Regions from separate parts of the Mus musculus genome. Here regions 1, 2 and 3 are each linked to region 4. Evidence: chromatin contacts called from public HiChIP or PLAC-seq and promoter capture Hi-C data. All regions are on one chromosome and are shown on one strand. The core of a region is the stretch at or near the end of the contact, and the rest is flanking DNA. Distances in the headings are between cores, read along the strand shown. Region 1 holds the start of Zfp64 (zinc finger protein 64). Region 2 has its middle 18 kb from the start of Gm52536. Region 3 has its middle 25 kb from the start of Gm33622. Region 4 holds the start of A630075F10Rik (RIKEN cDNA A630075F10 gene).

Region 1 (2,700 bases), core at 59-2,558, 1.1 Mb before region 4:
GACTGATTTCCCATTCCAGAGTAAGTCATCTGGTGGGGTCGTCCCTCTTTAAAACACAACCCGAAGTCCACAGCACTGGAAGACACTGAGACACATGGGGTGGGTGGGGACTGGGTTTAGAGTTCAGAGGACACTCAGGCAAGTTTGGGGAGCCAATGGCTATAATATCTGCAGTTAGCAAAGTGACTCAGGTGTTTGCGAACCTTGTCCACAGCTTTTCAAACATCTGAGGCTCCAGGCACAAGGAAAGACCTGGGATTCCGGCCCCACCCTCCCTCGGAGACCTGCAGGGGATGGACCAAGCAGCCTGTTTTGAACACATGCGCTCCAGGTGGCCGGTCCACGGTTCAGTCCGTGGCCCGTACTTTGGGGAACAAAGGCACATGGAGATAGCAATAGCTTATAGGATGTCAGGAAAATAGCAGAACCTCAAACTCACTGCAAGTCACCCCCAGCCAGGTCTTTCACACCCATATCATCCCCTACCCTGAGTGCCAGGATGGCTCTGCAAACCTGTCCGCGAGCCCCTCAGGGATGCTCCAACCTGAGCCACTGAAGCAGAAGTTTCCCTACCAGTTGGCCTGGATCACCCCACTTTCTCCTCTCCTCTGCGCCCCAAACTCCACCCGGCGGGGCAGGGGAGGTGGTGACAGTCTCCTCGCCGCGTGGCCTCCCCTGGTCTTGCCTCCCCTGGGGTACTGCAAGAGTTCCAGGCGGCTCCCGACCTGACACGCCGACTGGGCTGGCGGGGACAGGCATGCAAGGTGCGCCGTCACCCCGATCCCGGGGCCTGCTGGCTCTGTCCGGGCCAGGCCCCAGCTGCGTCTGTTCAGTACTTACTTTGCATCGATCCAGAAAAGGTGTCTCCTTCCACGCTCGCGTTCATGGCCCCAGACCTTGGGGCGCCGCTCCCGGAGCCCCACGGCTCGCTCTACATTATGCAAAGACTTTTCTCCTGCATATTTCCCGCACCAGCCAGTCTTCTCCCAACTCTGTGAGGCGGGGACGGATGTACAACCAGCGCCACTTCCGCTGCCTAGAGGGCGCTGGCCCCTTGCACCCAGCCCGACTCCCAGGCGGTGCTCTCCCGAGGAACCGGGAAAGGTCGTGGAGTCTAAGACCCGAGTACACCGATCCCTCCACCCTATCCCAGGCATGCCAGGGACTCTGTGGTCGCCTTGCGCCTTTGCATCTTGCCCTCCTGGAGACGCTCATTCCTTCGCAGATGCCAGGAGGATGCGCTGCCGGCCTGGGAGAGTGGAGCCCCAAATCCCGGGGTGCTCCCCTAGGGCAGATCCGGCAGCGTAACACCGGGGCGGGGCCTTTGCCCTGCTGCTGGGTTGAGCCGGTGAGATGGCTCAGCAGGGGTAGGGCACACGTCACCAAGCCTGGTTTCCTGCCAGCCAGCTCACATGGTGGAAACAGACTCAAGCATCTGCATGTACAATATAAGTAACTTAAAAAAAAAAAAAAAAGAGATTAGTGTGTAGTAGATGGGAGAATTCATTGGGGCTCTGCTCCACGGGGGCTTCAGTATTTCACGCAGCATGGAGGGTTTGTTAGAATTGCTTGGGGATGGTGAACTGGAAAGAAGGCATAGTGGCTAAGAGTCTGTGCTGCTCTTGCAACGAATCCCAGCGCCCACATTAGGTGACTCACAACTATTTGCAACTCTTCCCCGAGAATCCTGCACTGAAGAACTGACCTTAGCTCTAACCTTGAGCTTACCCAGAAGGTTCCACAGCCCCTTTTTATTTCCTGTTATGATCTAAGCCACAAAGTCACTCCAAGGGTCAGACTCTGAGAGGTTTATTGGGGAGGGGCTTAGAGTGGCTGCCTCTGGGAAGGGTGGAGGTGAGCAAGGGCGTTGATCAAAAAGAGGCGGGAAGAAAGTCCGCCTTTTAGGGACTATAGCACATGCGCAGGGGAGGAATGTGGCTCAACTTGGCTCCTACTGATGACGTAATTGCCGTCTCAGGGTCCCTGGGTAGGTTGTGGAAGATGTCTAGTAACTACCATCCCTCCCTTTCGTTCAATATAAAAGAGGAGGAACTAAGAAGGGGTGATGTTGAGGCCGGAGAGCAATTTGGACTATTTCCTGTTGTCCGGGGTTGTCGCATGTTCGGGCATTGCTGATCCTCACCATCAGGGCACACTCCGTAACCATGAGACTCAGGCTTTGTGGCTAGCAGCCCGTAGTCCCGTAACAGTAAATTAGTTGTTTGATTAGAGAGTTTTTTGAGTTTGTTGTTGAAGAAATGCCAGAGGAGAAGAAATTGATAAAAGAGGGTTCGATGACAGCCAGGAGGGGCAAGATTTGAACTGCCCTTTCATCATGTCTGGCAGCTATTGCGTGCAACAGGAATTGGTAAGAGCTCTTCTCCGTGTGTCACCCCCAACTTGGGGAAGAGAAATATTAGCATGCAAACTCCTGACCAACTAGGGTGGTAGGCCAGAGTGCCACAAAGAATCGAGGGGATATGAACGGGCAGGCACTGGGGCTGAGATGAGGTAGCAAGGTTACGGTTTTGTTGCAGTCTAGGGAACGTGTCCCAGGTGCCATAAGACAGTTTGTCACACCAAAGAGGATGATATGAAAAAAGGGAGTCAGAGTGACCCCAGGCTCAGTGAATTTGGTGAATGGGGAGGGAGGGTTATTTGACAGGGTCACAGGAGAAGCTATAAGAGGCAGTTGTGAGC
Region 2 (2,700 bases), core at 47-2,546, 1.0 Mb before region 4:
TGTGAAGTTTTTCTGTTTCTTTTGGAGGAGAGGAGGGTGAGGCCCAGGAAGTGCCTTGCTTAGGGTCACAATCTGGTGCTGTTCGAGGAAGGAAGGAGAGGAGACTTGCCTCAGGTCTGCGCAGGTACGCATCCTCTGGGAGCCCCTCCCGGAGGCAGGGCTGGCCAGGGAGACGCTGGACTGTTCCAAGTGTCAGAGAAAAGCGTTGCCTGCTTGCTTCCGCACGTGCTACTTCCCGAGAAGGTGTTCCATCAACAGAAATGCTGATTCTCTGGCTTTCTCACGCTAAATTTAGAAATGACATTTGCATTTCCGCAGATCCACAGCACCGGCTTAGAAACAGTTCCCAGAGCCGGGGCCAAGTGAATAGTTTCCCTTTCTTGGCTGTGGGGAATTAGCAAAAATTAGGATGTGCCTGTAACAGGGTAGATGAAGACAGTTGAAAATAGTAAATGCATCCTTTTTAGGAGGTAAAAATCAGTTGTACCTCCAGTTAAATGCAGGGGTTCCAGCCAAATTTCTTCCCTCGATCCCTAACTCTGCCCCTCCCTCTTCCCTCCTCAGTGTCCATCTTCTTTTGTGTGTGTGTGTGTGTGTGGGGGGGCTTGTTAATTTTGAATATCAAAGTTTTTTAAAAATTTTATTTATTTATTGTGTGCATGCTTGTGTGTGCGTGTGTATGTGTATGCACATGTGAGTGTATATGTGTGTGTGCATGTGCCTGTGTATGTATGTGTGTGTGCATGTGTGTGCATGTACCTGTGTGTGTGCCTGTGCCTGTGTGTATGTGTGTGTGTGCACATGTGTATGTGTGTGTGTGTGTGATGCGCAAATATGCACAAACACACAGGCCACAGGGTGCTATGGAGGTCAGAGGACAAATTGCAGGCATGGGTTCTTTTCTTCATCTGGGCTCCAGGGGTAGAACCTAGGCCATCAGGCTTGGTGGCAAGCACCCTTTGCCCTCTGAGCCATCTCGCTGGTCCCAAACCTGACCATTTCTTATACCTTATTGGCAGCTCAAGATCTGAGGGAAGTTCCTGTTAGACTGCAACTCACCCGTTCTGCCTGCAGTTCCTGTGCACTTCTTAGTCCGTTTGATGGAGTTCAAACATTTGAAGAATTACACTGACTTTTTCCGTCTTGGCAGAGTTCTCCCAGCTATTGAGCAAAGGAACAAACAGCTTGTTTCCTGGTCAAGAGGGCGGGAAGCTGTCAACTCCCATCTGTCTCAGGGGTTGATCTACTTTTGGTGGTAATGTTCTACCGTTTCCCGGAGTCTATAAAATCATGAGCACATGTCACCACAAGAGGGCAGTGTGCGCTCTCTCCAGGAGCCCGTACAAATCCTGCCTTTCCCGCGGTGGGTAAAAGGATTTGTCTGGCAAAGGGCAAACCCATTAGGCATCAACATCCTGCATTTTCTTGCTGTTGCTTGTCATCATGGAAGCAATGATTGGAAAGTCCTGATTACCCGCACGATCTCCTAGACAGCGCACGTCTCTAAGCGCTTGCTTTCCAACGTACTGCTTTTGATTTTCACCTGTGCTACCCACGGAACGGGGGACCTAGGGGCACTTTCCCTGCTGCTGTTGGGAGAGCCTGTCTTATCTCTGTGGAGGTTCTCATCTGCGTGGGGGGCTGGTCCCGAGGTACCAGGAATGTGTTTAACAAGACAGCAATAGCTAAAGTTTTTAAAAGAGCCTTCATTCGTCTCTTGCAGGGGCTGCTGGTGGGGGATGTCATTATTAGTGCAAAATGTTCTGGAAAGTTCTCGATGATAATAACCTAAGGCAAGCATACATGAAGAATCAGTGAATTACGTTTTCAGTCCTTTTTTTTTCTTTAACCGACATGCCAAAAAAGTAAGATTTTTTTTTTTGATTTCATAAGCAAAGCCCAGAGGTGACATTTGTACAGTTGAAATATGGCCTACTGTGACTCCGTAGAATCTCATCAATAGATCTCTTTGCCAGATGGACCTGGGACTGGCAAAATCACCATCATGTCAGTGTTTCAGCTTGCGTTTGACTGGGTGTGAGGCAGTGAAGTGAGGGTCTGGGGCAAAGACCCTCTTTGCTTTCTCTTTTTATACAAAAATTCAGCAAATCAATTGTTGGCTTTAGACCTGCAGGGCAGAGTCTCCGTGTAGGCTGCTGTGTGACTTTCTGCTGAAGGTGAGGCCAGAGGCTCTCTGGAGGGCAGTGAGGATTGGTGGGCCAATGTGGATGTTCTAAGATGAGGGATCATCACTGGGTAGCCGCGAAGGTCAGGGAGAGCAGCCGATGCTGCCACTGGGGAGAGAGGTAGAACGTTCCAGAAAGATGGTGCTGGGTCCGTTAGGTCTTGATCGCTGGTGTCTGGCAATGACAGACAGAAAGATTTTCCCCAACAGAAACAGAGCAAATGAGGTTACAAATACATCCATGCACTGATGGCCAGGGATTCAAGCACTACATGCCTCCTGGGCTGGTACCTCACAGGCTGCAGAAAACCCATGATGTCACACCCCAGCAGGGAAGCCGGGAAGGTGAGATTTGTGACCCTTGGCACTCAGTCGGGGACAGTCATGCTCCTAGGAGACGTTATTTTTATTCAGGAGAGAAGGGCTTGTGGCACCTAGGGACGAGAAGAATCCCTGGCTTGATGGAGAAGAACTCTGTTACCACACGCCAGCAAGACAGGGTGAGAAGCCCAGAG
Region 3 (2,700 bases), core at 76-2,575, 1.1 Mb before region 4:
CAGGCTTGATGGCAAGTCTCTTTATCCACTGAGTCATCTCACTAGCCTATACCATATCTTCTACTTCCCCAAAGTTATTTCTTATGGGGCAGTGGGCCGTGCCAGGAAACTTGGTAAGGTAGAGCCGGTCTGAGATCCCTGCACCCAGGTACCCACCTGAGAAGGTAGGCGCTCCTTGCTCCCTCCTAGAGTCCTGGCCCGCAACACGTGACCACACTCCCCATGTTGGTCGTGTAGCCCAGAACAGAGTTCTCCATGCTCATGAGGTACCTAGAGGCCCTAAGGGTTTAACCAATAAGCTTCCCTTCCCAGACATTCCTCCCTGTAAAAGGTATTTATTATCTGGTCCACCCCGAGGAGTTGGCATCATCCATTTCCATGGTGAACAGTTGATAAATGATATGGATAAACAAGGACTGTCTCTTTCATCAGGAACCACCATGGGGAGTATAGAGAAGGCCTTTGCTTACAGAGCCACAGTGACAGAAGGCTACTCTGCACTCCCGGACAACTGCTACCAAGCTGAGGACGATCAATCACCAAAGAGCTAAGCCGGAGCTCCCATTTCCCCAGCCCCGGGCTCATCATCGCCCTCAGCCCATGGCCCTGATTCCATTCCCAACTCTTCATGAGCCAGTGGCGCCTGGGTGTCCATGAGTTTGGGAGCACCCCGTCCCGGACTCATTGCAGGCCTGTGGACCCGAGTGCTTCATTCCCAACTTCTCTGTATGGGTTTTCCGGCCCCAACTGGATGCCTGGGTGTCAGGGAACCCAGCTTCGGCCTCCCACATCTTAGGCTGTGTTTTCTTACCCCCTGAGTGGTGTCTAGGCGCTTCCCTAATGCCTAGCATCTGAGGCAGCAGCGCAGGGTAAATGCAGTCTAGTATGCTTCTTGAGTTTACCTCCCCAGTGGTGCCACCCAGCACCCAAGCAGTGGGGCAGAGCACAGACCCACGTCTGGCACTTCCGCATTCTGCCTGCCCAAGCAGAGTATCCCACACCCCAGTGGCGGGGCGGATGTGGACCCACAATTTCTCACTCTGTGAATGTCTTTTTCTGCATATAATCATCATGAATGTATGCATGTGAATGTGTACGCACATACATGTGGAGGCTGAAGGACAATCTGGTGTGGCTGCTTGTATTGCGAATGCTAATTATGTTCCCCATAAAACTGCAAGGAGCTTCTGGGAACCTGCCCCCAGTTGGTTCTGATTGGTAAATAGAGATGCCAGCAGTCAATAGCTAGGAAGGACAGACAGAGGCGGGATTTTAGGACCCTGCCCCCTCTTGGGACCGGAAGCAGAGAGGAGAAGGAGGAGATCCATCAGGTTGGAAGAGTGTGGAGTGACGCCATGCTTGAGAAGAGAGCAGGACAAAAGAGCACGGCCCTGAGGGTTGCCCAACAGGGTCTAGAGCGGCCAAGATAGAACATAGAATTCAGTAAGTAGAAACTTGGCATTTCTGCCGGGAGGTAGATTCTAACAGCATGGAGGTTAGGCAGTGGCCCAGCTCTTGTGCCATTTAAGGCATATTAACATATAAAGGCTGAGTGTGCGTCTTTGGTCTTTCGTTTGGGAACATTAACCATTGGGGATTGGGGCGAGCAAAACCCGGCCACCAGGATTAATATTTAACGTTACAATGTGGAGTGTCAGCCTCAGGATCATCACCCTCTCATTTGATTCAGGGTCTCTGATGGGCCTAGAGCTCCCCAGTTAGGCTAAACTGACTGCTAGTGAGACCCTGGAGCCTCCTTTCTCCACGTCCCCAGTGTTGGGATTACAAGCATGTGTGAGGCCGTTCCCCCTCTCCCTTCTTTATGGCCGTTTTACTGAGGTGGGGAGGAGGGGAGTTCAGGCTACTGTTTCCCATTGGAGACCTTCTGGCGAGCTTTCTACCCGCTTCAGCATATCTCGTGCTTTCCCTTCTGTCTCACTGATCTGCAGAGCGGCAGAGCACCTTGGCTGAACTGTCTTTGAGGACTTTCATTGGGGCTCCAGCTGAGCACATCACAAGGTCGAAGTTCACCAGTGACGTCAGTGTCAGTCAGTGTCACGGGGCACCGGTCACCAGCCGTTTGGTGTCTGTGGTCCCAAAGGCTCTGGTGTTTGAATCCTTGGGCACCAATTGGTTGTTGGAGGAAGTACATCACTGAGGGTGGGGCTTGGGAGTTTCTAGCCTTCCCTCATTTCCGGTCTGTTTTCTCTGCTTCATGCTTGCATTTGTGGGTATAAGCATGTAGCTTCTAGCTCCTGCCATTATGCCTGCAGCTCCCGGCCATGCCTCCTGCCACAATGGTTTTAACCCTGTGGAACCATGGGCTCAATTTTAAATCTTTCCAATCTAGAGTTACCTTGGTCATGGTGGTTTATTACAGCCATGGGGAAGGAGTAGTTTCTATCCCATTTCCTGTCTCTCAGGAGCCAGGAGAAGAGGGACCTGAACAAGAGAGAGAGAAAGAGAGGAGAGGCTGTGGAGATCTCGAGGACAGATTCAGCTAGCCATGACATGCTGTCTGTGTTGTGGTAGTAATGTTCTGAAAATAATCGTTTTTGTTGTTGATAAAGCCTTCTGTAAAATTTCATGCTGAAGATCCCAGGAGTGAGCATCCAGTTCCCCTCATAGTAGTAGAGAGATGCCTCGAAACACACACACACACACACACACACACACACACACACACTCGTGCCAGCAAAC
Region 4 (2,700 bases), core at 26-2,525:
TCTTCTGGTGTGTCTGAGGAGAGCAACGGTGTACTCACATACATAAAATAAACAAATGTTTGGGAGAAAAAAAACGCATCAGGTAGACACTGTGTCTGCCTTTTTGTGGCTGCCTCTTTTTACCTAGTGTAAGTTCCTCATTGTGCGTTCATGTAGTAGAATAGTCTGACTGCCCTTCCTTTTGAAGGCTGAGTGGGATCTCATTGCATGTGTCTCTGTATCCTACTTATCCAGGCATCCACTGATATGGTACTTCTGCCTTTTAGACATTGTGGATGGATTAATGCTTTGTATGAGCCCGGGTACGTCTCTTCTGTATAGAAATGGTTTTATGACAGGGGCCAGTGAGAGGGCTCAGTAAGCACCAAGTCTCATGACTGAGTTCGAACCCTGGAACTTATACAGCTGTCCTCTGACCTCCACTGTAGGTGGTACCACCCCTGGGAGAGGGGAGGTGGTCCTGAGTTATATAAAGAAGCAGACAGAGCAAGCCACGAGGAAGAAGCCATTACTGGCAGTGTTCCTCCGCAGCCTCTGCTTCAGTTCCTGCCTCCAGGTTCCTGCCTTGAGTTCCTTCCCTGACTTTGCTCAGTGATGGAGTGTAATGTGGAAGTGTAAGCCATGTAAACAAACCCTCCCCTCTCTAAGTTGCTTTCGGTGTTTCATCACAGCAATAGGCAGCAAACAGGGGCAGCCAGCCAGCAAGACACAGTCCATGCTATTCCTCTGGAAATAACCCTGTTTTCTCTCTTCTGACTCCCGCAGGACAATGCCTTAGCCTGGATCTTCCTTCCAGATTGGATCTCCCTCTCTCAGCGCTTCTTCTTCTTTGCTGCATCCTTGCTTCTGACTTTGGACTCAGTGATGACCTCCTCCTGATCCCTGACTCTACGAAGACTGCCAAAAAGAAAAAAAAAAAAAAAAGAAAAGGGGGGAAAAAAAGAAAAGGAAAAGAAAAAAATCCCACCAACCATTTCTCTTCATCCTCACTAACAATTTGGTAATGAAGTATTGATTTCCACTTCTCTCCTTATGGACGATATTAGATTTTCATTGATAAACTGCAAGGGGACTGTCGCATCTCCGAGGGCCTCTTTTCACTGTCCGAAAGAAACAAAGTGCCACTGAAGAAAACTAATGACTGGGAGTGTCGCAGTCCTTCTCTTCTCTGTTTGTAACAGGAAGGGGAGGGGGCCAATCACTCTTCCTAGTTTAATGTCGGAGTGGGCTGCTCTTGGGAGCGAGCTTCTCGCGGTAACAGCCATTTCCTATTTATAACCCCCCTGGGAAAGTTTGTCTAAAGGAAATGTTTCTGTTCAGTGTAACAATTAAGGTTGCACCTGGCTTGCCTAGTCCTGCCCCTGCACCAGGGAGCCATTCATCACAGCAGAGTGGAGGAGTTATAAAGTTAAACCAGAGTTTGAGCCAAGAAAACCTCCCGACCATGTTCATCTTCTGGGAAAGTTGTTGGGATAGGCAGGCTTAACCATGTGGATGCCAAAGGCTTTGTCCTGTGCATGCTCGCTCGGTGAGGTTATACTGGGCAGTCTGTAAGCTTAGTTCCCAGCATGCACACGGTCAGACGACCGTGGCCACAGGGAGGGTGCAGAGCAGAACCTGAGAGACTCTACGAGAGCAAGAAGAGGGAAAGCGGCCAACTTCGCTGGCAGTCTCTTCCTGCAGGACCTGTTGCCTCTCAAACGCAACTTCTCCTCCTAACCAGCAGAATGCATGAAAACAGGGTGTCCGTTTTAAACGCATTCCTGCAACTTTTTTCATTAAAACTTTAAGGGCCCAATTTTAATTTGTGGAATATTCCCGTTAATAATGAGATCTAATTAAGACATCCATTAAAAGCCCGTTAAAGTTAATTTAACGTAAAAATTCCAATAGAACTGTATTAGATTTTCTCCATTAAATTAACGTTATGGATTTTTAACGGATGTCTTAATTACACGTTATTATTAACGGGAATACTGTATTACACAGATTAAAATCAGGTCCTAAGTCAACTTGGAAAAGCTGAGAGCATGTTTTAATATTAAAGTCTCGCAGACCTAGTACACAGTTTGGAAATGCAGGGGAAGATGGGTTTCTTCTAGCTGAGCATTCTCTGTACAATGGAGAGTAACCTATAATAGATAAAGCCATCATTTTATTTAAATAATGAGTCTCTTTATTCTCATAGGACAACAAAGTCTGGATCGTATTGTAAATTGCTACTCATCTATAGGTGAAATATTTAAACTATCTCAGCACAACACTCTGAAACAAACGACCATTTTGCATTATTGCTTTAATTACCAAGGTTATCACAAAAAAAAAAACTGACAAAATGAAGCCAAATATATCCTTTTCACCATTTATCATAGAGGATGTCTGTTGGAAATGTCTTGGAAATTTTGACATGATCCCTAAATTCAACCCTGGGATTTAAAATAAAATTTGAAGGGGAAAAAAAAAACTTATTTACCTCCTAAGGAAAGCGTTACCCTTATGCCACATATAATAGCAAATTGCTTTTTTTTTATGGTATGCATAACCTAGATGGGGAAAAATATGGTGCTTCAGGGAAGGAGGGGAAAGTAAATGAAGTTCCAGGAATGTCATTCTGAAGTAATGAGGCATGGACGGAAAATATACCCCTCACATCATCGGATTGAGATGGCAGTCGAAATAGCTTCATTGAAGTGTCAGCGC

What was found. Promoter capture Hi-C pulls out the DNA fragments that hold promoters and counts their contacts. HiChIP or PLAC-seq counts read pairs in DNA pulled down with a chosen protein or histone mark.
Region 1: an H3K27ac HiChIP or PLAC-seq map of acute myeloid leukemia shows a contact between it and region 4, with 19 times the contacts expected there. The contact joins the promoter of Zfp64 here to the promoter of A630075F10Rik in region 4. A contact is called at or near these places in 9 of 39 promoter capture datasets (the 3T3-L1 cell line, 3T3-L1-derived adipocytes, the C10 cell line and 5 more) and 7 of 115 datasets of contacts at active chromatin or transcription factors (acute myeloid leukemia, astrocytes, craniofacial prominence and 3 more).
Region 2: a contact with region 4 is called in a promoter capture Hi-C map of neural stem cells. The contact joins the enhancer-like site here to the promoter of A630075F10Rik in region 4. A contact is called at or near these places in 8 of 39 promoter capture datasets (the C10 cell line, the HPC-7 cell line, cranial neural crest and 5 more), 4 of 15 datasets of contacts at CTCF or cohesin (embryonic stem cells, large pre-B cells, pro-B cells and 1 more), 3 of 484 Hi-C or Micro-C datasets (bone marrow-derived macrophages, nephron progenitors and uterus), 3 of 115 datasets of contacts at active chromatin or transcription factors (embryonic basal ganglia, embryonic stem cells and stem cell-derived neural progenitor cells) and 1 of 9 other capture datasets (embryonic stem cells).
Region 3: a contact with region 4 is called in an H3K27ac HiChIP or PLAC-seq map of embryonic stem cells, with 15 times the contacts expected there. The contact joins the enhancer-like site here to the promoter of A630075F10Rik in region 4. A contact is called at or near these places in 6 of 39 promoter capture datasets (the HPC-7 cell line, cranial neural crest, frontonasal cranial neural crest and 3 more), 3 of 484 Hi-C or Micro-C datasets (cortical neurons, embryonic stem cells and olfactory sensory neurons), 4 of 115 datasets of contacts at active chromatin or transcription factors (embryonic stem cells and stem cell-derived neural progenitor cells) and 1 of 9 other capture datasets (embryonic stem cells).

What each region holds. Positions count from the first base shown.
Region 1 is chr2:168,954,279-168,956,978 of GRCm38.p6, forward strand. It overlaps Zfp64 (zinc finger protein 64), which reads right to left and starts at 1,309. Exons shown (of 6, transcript NM_009564.2): 1 at 841-1,309. The coding sequence starts at 886. It overlaps Gm39993 (a long non-coding RNA gene), which reads left to right and starts at 1,805. Exons shown (of 2, transcript XR_867023.3): 1 at 1,805-2,368.
Region 2 is chr2:169,060,430-169,063,129 of GRCm38.p6, forward strand. No RefSeq gene overlaps it. Among named protein-coding and RNA genes, the nearest start is that of Gm52536, 18 kb to the right of the region's middle. Within about 2 kb of position 1,297, at least 14 of the 459 cell types and tissues checked have an H3K27ac peak or open chromatin away from gene starts, as enhancers often do. A contact at or near this core is called in neural stem cells, where this site is marked.
Region 3 is chr2:169,004,711-169,007,410 of GRCm38.p6, forward strand. No RefSeq gene overlaps it. Among named protein-coding and RNA genes, the nearest start is that of Gm33622, 25 kb to the left of the region's middle. Within about 2 kb of position 1,326, at least 17 of the 459 cell types and tissues checked have an H3K27ac peak or open chromatin away from gene starts, as enhancers often do. A contact at or near this core is called in embryonic stem cells, where this site is marked.
Region 4 is chr2:170,069,503-170,072,202 of GRCm38.p6, forward strand. A630075F10Rik (RIKEN cDNA A630075F10 gene) reads right to left here and starts at 1,276. Exons shown (of 3, transcript NR_033634.2): 1 at 995-1,276. It also overlaps a transcript of Tshz2 not described here.